Linked DNA regions of Mus musculus: region 1 is linked to region 2. Evidence: chromatin contacts called from public Hi-C data. All regions are on one chromosome and are shown on one strand. Each heading gives the region's core, a stretch centred on a gene start, on an enhancer-like site or on the middle of the called end of the contact. The rest is flanking DNA. Distances are from core to core; before and after follow the strand shown. Region 1 has its middle 33 kb from the start of Gm40247. Region 2 has its middle 4.0 kb from the start of Zc3h12a.

Region 1 (4,085 bases), core at 511-3,010, 280 kb before region 2:
CAGAAGGAAAACAATGACATCACCGCAGACGTCCCCAAGGAAGAGGGCAGTGAGCAGAGTCGGGTGTTCCCCAGGCTCGGTAAGAGTCACACTCCCTTCTGTCTTTTGGAATGAGAGAGTCTAGCTTTATTATCATGACACCTGGCAGGGAGAGTTTTGCATGTAACATGATTTCATTGCTACCCAGCCAGGACTCTCCAAAGCCAAAAGCCAGGCCTGAGCTGAGCACTGTGCATCCTGAAGTCACAGGCACTGTGGGCTGATAGGACAGTTCAGTTTGGGGTTGGAATTTTTTTTTTCAGTGTTCTAATCCTTCCAGCAGTTCTATGAGCAACTCCATCCTATAATAAATTATACCCTACTTAAGACAACTGGAATGGGTTTGCTCTGTGATGGACAGCTCCAAGTTTGGCCTTGAATTTCCTCCCTCTCTCTGACAGTGTGGTGCTGGGGCTAGCAGTATTAAGGCTGGTTAGAAAGACACTGAGTTAAACCCAGGCTGTATCATATCGTGCCTCTGAGTCCCAGGGACCGGGGCTGAAGGGGGCATCTCCACCCGCGTCTGGGATTGGGGTCTGGCCTCGGGTAACCCTCTGAAGCGTTAGCGAGTTCCTATATGCAAAGTGCACGGCACCAGGCAGAGCCAGTGCTGCGTGAGGACGGTGATTACAATGCTCACCGCTCCAACCCCGGCTTCTCACCAGCTGTGAAAAGTCAATTTAGGAGCAGACAAAAGAGCATTCAAGGCATAAGAAAGGGGACCTTGGCAGTCTTGAAGGTGAACCACACGAGATGAAATAAAACAGGAGTGAATGCAAGGTCTCAATCTTCAGTAAAGAGAATCTGAACAAAGATGGAGAGGCTGAGACACAGGGCTAGATTGTAATGTATATGAGACAGGCACGTGGGCTTTAGAGAGTTGATCAGCGTAGCACAGGTGTATGTATCAATGAGGGGCTAATACAGTCTGCAGCTGTATTAATAGAGACCAGGTGCAGGAAAGAGGGAGGCATAAGGATGGTTCTAATTTGTGTTGGTCAATTCACATCACCCACATTCAGCCCAATTCTAGGAAGCCTTACCATGATGGGGTATAGGCATAGCAGCTTGGCTCACAGGAGCAAACAAGATGGGATGATCAAGATGACAGCTAATAGCCATGGCTCTTTTTTACACACAGAAGCTGTTCCAAACCTATTCTTCATTCTGTGGCAAGTAGAGATGAGACAGACTGTGGAGGATCGGATTCAAGGACAAGCTGTGGAGGGTCACGAGTGTCCCTATAGTGGCTATGATGAGGTTGCACTCTAAGGCATTCACACCAGCACCAGCCTCTCCTATACTGTGGCAGACATCGCTACTTGATTACAGAGTTAATCCACCGAGGCCAAAATGCTCTCTTCAACAGACATAGTGATCAGTCTATAGGAACCCCATGAGCCAGTCTAGCTCCAGCTGGACAAGATGGGGACAGAGAAGCCATGAGTGAATAATAGTCAACCCACTCCCCCCCAAAAAAAGTCAAACTTTTTTCTAAATGAGCTGAGAGACCCAAGTGTGACCAGTGAGGCCTTCCAGAACCAGCCACGGCCCAGCCACCTTCTTTACCCAAAAGGTTCAGGAACCTATGAACCAGAATGGATCCAGTCTCCATGACAGAAAAAAAAAAAAAAAAAAAAGGCTAGTTGCTCCCCAGATCTCAAGGCAATTTGCTGTTCTTGAATAAAAGACTACATTTCCCAGGCTCCCTTGCAGTCAGATTGGGATCATGTGGCTGGGTTTAGGCCAATGGGCACTGAGTAGAATGGAAAACTATCCTTCCTAGGCCAGCTGTGAAAACCACTGGGGAGTGAGTATCCCTGGGCTTTCCTCTCCTTTCTCAGTGACTTAGGAGACATGAGTTAAGAATGGTGAAATCCCCAGACCAGAGGAGCCTGGATCTCTGAGTCACCAGTTGTGGGGAGAGCAACCTGCCCCCTCCCCAGCCTGTAGCAGACACTAGCTGGGGGTGCTGAGGAAACACACTATATAATCAGAGGCTAACCTGATCTGCACAGTGAGTTTAAGAACAGCTAGAGCTACATAGCTAGACCCTGTCTCAGAAAAAAAAAAATTAAGCTTTGTGATGTCGAGGGAGACAGATGTCTGGGCGCAGCAGACTCTCACCCAGCCTTGGAATCCCAGCCTTGGAATCCCAGACCTATAGGAGGCCCAGGAACTGCAGCCTCAGCAAGCTGTCTAGTGACTCCTATTCTCTCTAAGGCAACGTGACTCAGTGCGTGACCTCCATCCTTGGAGCTGATGTATCACTTAGAGTGAGAAATAGCCCTGCCAGGCGGAGTGGAGCTGGATCAGCTCGCTACATATCTCCAGCAGATGCAAGGATGCAAAATGCAAATGGTAAGAGTCTAAATTCCCATCCAAAGGTCCTTGGGGGCCTGAGACCTTCCTCAGAGAGTTCAAAGGTAGCATCTTAGAGTCTCTTCATAGCTGGATGGTAGTGACTCATGCCTTTAATCCCAGCACTCAGAGGCAGAGGCAGGTGGACCTCTGAGTTTGAGGCCAGCCTGGTCTATAGAGCTACTTCCAAGACAGCCAGGGCTACACAGAGGAACCCTGTCTGGGGACCAAAAAAAAAAAAAAAGCCTCTTTATGAGCTTTAGAGGGCACTTACCTCCGCAGATGTTAGTGGAAGCTTCTAGAAAATGTCTCATCCCTAGTTCTAAGTCTCTGCCTTCCCAGACACCTTTCCAGACAGGTACCAATTTAATGAATGGATCAGGTAGTGTTCCAGTAGCCACCGTTGGAGTGTCTAGAGTGTTCCTTAGTACCCAGCTTCCTCTTATCCTCTATCTCTAGTGTGGGGCTGGTGGTACACGCAGTGCTGGTTGACTCTCCCGTGCTCCACCTCTTCCTAGAATCCTGACCACCTGGGAGTCAGGGCACAGCTCAGGCACTTACTGAGTGGATAAGTCAGTGTTGACCATGCCAGCCTCTCTAACATTCAGTTTCTCCACTACTGGTGCTGACGGGGACAGGTGAGGAAGAAAGGGGGTCAGGTGCAGGCTGGGTCTCCAGGCAGAGTCCAGGCTGCTCATGGTGACCTCGAGACTCGCCTGTTTATCCTCAGGGACCCTACGTATCTCAGGGTCTCAGTGGAGAGAGTGTGAGAATGGTGCAGCTCAGGGCAGGAACACAAAGAGTTGTTTTTGCTTGGCCCCCAATAGGCCTGAGTTATCCTAGGTCCGTGCCTTGTCCTTGACCCCCACTGCCCTAGGTCTAGCCTGGTCTGGTCTGATGTCACTATGTTCTCTCAACACATCTGGAAACTGGATGACGCTATAAAGAGCAAGGCCATGCTGCCTGCACCTTGTGTACCCTGTGATTGTCCTGTAAACATGAACCTTCCAGAAACCATGGCCTTGAGCCCCTGGAGCTACAGTGGGAATGTTCACTACAGTATGACATTGACCCTGGATTCATAGCAGGGATCACACCACCCTGTTGAACTGCACAGCCCTGGAAATAAGTCTCCTGCAGTTACACAGAGAAAACAACCATACAAATCAAATATGGGGAGAGTTGTAAAATAAATGCCTGTTTTATTTACACACACACACACACCACAGACTTTATAGTTTTTAAAGAAAGCAGGTCAGTGACAAATCCAATTTTGGGACACACTGGAGCCTGGAGTGTGACTAGGGCTGACGTGGAGGGTTTCCATGCCTGGAGAATGTTCTAGTTCTTGGACCAGAGTGAGAATATTGGTGTTCGTTTTATTATCTTCATAAATATATGCCTTATATATTATGCATGTGCTTTTATAAGAATCAGATGAAATGAAAGGGGAAGCCAGCACCTTTTTCCTGCACAGTGTCCTACAAGAAGTTCTACATCTCAGACACAACCCCAACACCATCCCCACTGTCACAGGGACCACAGCTAAGGGCTCACAGGACCCATGCACCAGTGTTTGCTTTGAACACTCAGCCTACCTTACCACAGTCACCCCCGGGGTTGATGATAGGAGACAAAGGACTATTTCTTATCTACATTTTGAGAATGGGGAAACTGAGTCAGTG
Region 2 (4,281 bases), core at 1,065-3,564:
GCTAATCACCGAAGCACACCTCTCAAACAAGTCAGAAAACATGTGTTTTCCTTTTCCAGTGTGTGTGTGTATGTGTGTGTATGTGTGTGTGAGTGAGTGTGTATATGTGTGTGCATGTGTGCCTGTGTGTGTGTGTGTGCACCCAAGCCATGTGCATGTGTGAGAAACACATTGTGTGTCTTCTTCAATTGCTTCTCCAGCTCATTCTTATTTATTTATTTATTTATTTATCTATTTATTTATTTTGTACCAAATGAGTGTTGAATGCCTCCAATCACAGCTTCCAGCAGGCAGACTCTGTGAGTTCAAGGCCAGCCTGGTCTACATTAAGTTTTAGGCTAACCAGAGCTACAAAGAAATATCCTATCCCAAAAAGAGGAAAAGGAGGGCGGAGGAGGAGGAAGAGATAGAGAAGGAAGAGAGGGAGGTGAAGAAGGAAGAGAGAGAGAAAGAGAGAGAGAGAGGGGTGTCTGTCTGCATATATGTCTATGTACCATGTAATGCCTCCTGTACACAGAGACCAGAAGAGGGTGTCTGATTCATCAGATTCTCTGGGCTTGGAGTTACAAATTGTGACCTGCCATGTAGGTGCTGTTAACCAAATTCAGATCCTCTCAAAGAACAGCCTGTGCTTTAACCCCTGAGCCATTTCCCCCAGCCCCCTCCAGCTTATTCTTTGAGATAGCTGAACCTGGCATCAAAATGTCTGCTCTGTGTCCCTTGTGAACACTGCTCTAGCTGGAGATGTTGGAGCTCCACCAGCCCAGCACCCTTAACCCTGTGCCTTTGTTCCGTGGTTGACTGTCCTAAGTGTCTGGCTCTAGGAGGTACCACAGGCTCACCTTTCCCCGTCTCAGCCGCTCTGCTGCTCTGAAGAGACACATACTTTTAGCCATACAAAGTGACACATGCCTGTGAGCCTAGCACTCAGGAGGCAGAGGTAGAGGCAGAGGCAGGATTGTCACAATTTAGAGGCCAAGTTGATCTATATAATGCAGTGATTCTCAATCTGGGGGTCGTATATCAGATATTTACATTACAATTCATAATAGTAGCAAAATTACAATTATAAAATGCTAATGAAAACAATTTTCTTGTTGGGGTCACCACAACATGAGGAACTGTATTAAAGGGCCCCAGCATTAGAAGGTTGAGAACCACTGCTATAGTGTGTTTTAGGATAGCCAGGGCCACAGAGTAAAACATTGTCTCAAAAGAACCAAGAAATTAAAACAAAAAGAAACATTTTTAAAACAAGCTAATAACACAAATATATTGCATCATATTTGAGAACTTGATAAAAATTAATTGTTCGGTTACTGTTTAAAACAGAAAGAACAGGAAGAAGGCTTAGCAGTTAAGATTTGAACTCCAACACCCACATGGCCAGAGCAGTCTGTAACACCAGTTCCGAGGGATACGGTGCCCTCTACTGGCCTCCTTGAATATTGCATGCATGTGGTGCACAGACATACATGCAGGCAAAATACTCAAACAGCAAGAACAACAACAAAATCTTAATATTTTCCTTTTTAATTAAACATACGGGTTGGCGAGATGGCTCAGAGGGTAAGAGCACTGACTGCTCTTCCAAAGGTCCTGAGTTCAAATCCCAGCAACCACCTGTAATGAAACCTGATGCCCTCTTCTGGTGTGTCTGAAGACAGCTAGTGTACTTAACCTATAATAATAAATAAATCTTTAAAAAGAAAACAAAACAAAAAATATACCGGAGCCAGCAAGATGGCTCAGCAGGCAAAGGCACTTGATACTCAAGTATAACAACTTAAATTCAATCCTTGGATCCCACATAAAGACTCAGAGGCCCCCACAGCTTACAGGCTTGGTAGCTGAGGATCCCACAGAAGCCTCTTCTCAGCTTACAGGAGGCCTTGATAGCTTTATAGTCACTTAACTAAGGCATGAGGGTCACTGTTAAGGCCTCTAGAGAGATCCAGCTCTTTTGTTATCCCCAAGCCAGGATCATTTCTAGAAACTTTCCCTCGCCAGCCTTCCCCACTTAGCCCTAAGGAGTGACGATCCAGAAGTTTCTAGACCTTCTCCAGGTGACAAAGAACAGAAAAACTCTAGGAAGGAAATTATGAAGCCTAGTCCCCAAGATAGGCATGCAAAAGGCAGAATGGGACATGGGTTTGGGGTCAACAGATCTATAGGGCTCCTGGGAGCTGGGCCAGAGCTTGCAAAACCCAGTTGTAAACGGAGCATGGTTTCTCAGGAATGGCCAGGGCTTTCTGCAGAAGAGGGTGTCTCAGGAAGGAATCATCATCACAAACCGGAAGAGAGGGAGACTGTGGCTTACGGGTTGCTGCATGACTCATCGCTAGCCCTGCCAGCTGCCTCTGTTAAGTGCTGGACAGCACAGAGCCTGGGAACACTGGTGGAATCCCTGTCTAGTCCCCTCACCAGAAGAGGACCCAGGCAGGTCAGTGGCTCTTAACCCAGATGTGTCACTTAATATTTCCACCATCTGAAAGGTGGTTACCATAGAGAATGATGCTCACTAACACTGAGCCCAGATGCAAGAGGGGATGCAGGAGATGATGGTACAGTACACTGAGTTCAGCAGGACTGACCGTGAGCTTGCCACGTGTTTAGCACCGGTCACGAGCTAGCACTCAACAAGGACACATTGGGTTCCTTCTCTGTTCCCACCGTCCAGTGCCAGACACCAATCAATCACATGTCTATGTGTCTTGGTGACACCAGTCTCAAGACCAACCAGCCACGTGTACTTCTTCCTCCCTGCAGCCTCCCATAGCTTCCACAACCAGGTATCCAAGGGAGATGGATGCAGTAAGGAAGGCTGCAGAATTTCCAGCCCCACCGACTCCAGGTCTTAACTTTACCCTTCTCATCCTTCTAGTGACACTCTCAACTCTATATGAGGGCAAGCCATGGTGGTGTGGGTCAGTAATCCCAAGACTCAGGACACAGACAGGAGGATCACAAGCTAGAATCAAATCTTATCTACATAGCAAGACACTGGTTTGTTTTTTTGTTTTTTGTTTTTTGTTTTTTTGTTGTTTTGTTTTGTTTTGTTTTTTTCGAGACAGGGTTTCTCTGTGTAGCCCTGGCTGTCCTGGAGCTCACTTTTGTAGACCAGGCTGGCCTCGAACTCAGAAATCCGCCTACCGCTGCCTCCCTAGTGCTGGGATTAAAGGTGTGTGCCACCACCGCCGGGCTAGCAAGACACTGTTGATGGATTACTATGCAAATAAGAAAAGAAAGGAAGCTGCTGTGTGTGTGTGTGTTCCACGCCTTTTATCACAGCACTTGGGAAGCAGAGGCAGGTGGATCTCTGTGAGTCTCAGAATAAAGTATAGTATGCAGGCAACAGACACGGACTTTTATCATCATAAGCCTGTATGAAAAGGGAGACCATGTCTTTTTTTGTTTTGTTTTGTTTTGTTTTTCGAGACAGGGTTTTTCTGTGTAGCCCTAGCTCTCCTGGAACTCACTCTGTAGACCAGGCTGGCCTGGAACTCAGAAATCCACCTGCCTCTGCCTCCCAAGTGCTGGGATTAAAGGCGTGCACCACCACACCCGGCTGAGACCATGTCTTTATAGGACTCTAGTTACCTAAAACTCTAAACAATGCAGTGTTAACACAAGGGGACAATGTGAGGGAATGGCTGGCACAGATTCAAGACAGAACTTCCTCCAGACCAGGGAAGGCGGTGTGATAGGGACGCCCAAAAGTCCTCAAAGGCACCTTGTTTTCTGTTTTGTTTTGTTTTGTTTTGTTTTGTTTTGTTTTGTTTTGTTTTGTTTTGTTTCGAGACAGAGTTTCTCTGTGTAGCCCTGGCTGTCCTGGAACTCACTCTGTAGACCAGGCTGTCCTGGAACTCAGAAATCTGCCTGCCTCTGCCTCCCAAGTGCTGGGTTTAAAGGCATGCACCACGATGCCCGGCTGGCACCTAGTTTTCAAGTTAGACAATAGATACCTGGAAAGCCAGGCAGGGTGGCACATTCTTGTCACCACAGTATGCAGAAGGTGTGTGGGGGGGTTAAAATTCAAGGATAACCTCTGCTACATAGTGAGTCAAAGCTAGGTTGGAATCCATAAGACCCAGTCTCTAAAACCAAAACAGGGCTGGAAAAATTGCCACTTAGAACACTTGTTGCTCCTACAGAGAACCCAGGTTCAGTTCCCACATGGCAGCTCACAACAATCCATTCTCCAGTTCTGGGGGGAATCTGACCTCCCAGGGCTCCAAGCATGTACGTGGTATACAAAATTACGTGAAAGCCAGGCAGTGG

What was found. Hi-C and Micro-C count contacts between places; a contact is called where the count stands out from the background.
Region 1: a contact with region 2 is called in a Hi-C map of muscle stem cells, with 2.4 times the contacts expected there. The contact joins two enhancer-like sites. A contact is called at or near these places in 3 of 39 promoter capture datasets (embryonic stem cells and hippocampal neurons), 1 of 484 Hi-C or Micro-C datasets (muscle stem cells) and 1 of 115 datasets of contacts at active chromatin or transcription factors (embryonic stem cells).

The regions. Positions count from the first base shown.
Region 1 is chr4:125,412,201-125,416,285 of GRCm38.p6, reverse strand. No RefSeq gene overlaps it. Among named protein-coding and RNA genes, the nearest start is that of Gm40247, 33 kb to the right of the region's middle. Within about 2 kb of position 1,760, at least 34 of the 459 cell types and tissues checked have an H3K27ac peak or open chromatin away from gene starts, as enhancers often do. A contact at or near this core is called in muscle stem cells, where this site is marked.
Region 2 is chr4:125,129,739-125,134,019 of GRCm38.p6, reverse strand. No RefSeq gene overlaps it. Among named protein-coding and RNA genes, the nearest start is that of Zc3h12a, 4.0 kb to the right of the region's middle. Within about 2 kb of position 2,314, at least 98 of the 459 cell types and tissues checked have an H3K27ac peak or open chromatin away from gene starts, as enhancers often do. A contact at or near this core is called in muscle stem cells, where this site is marked.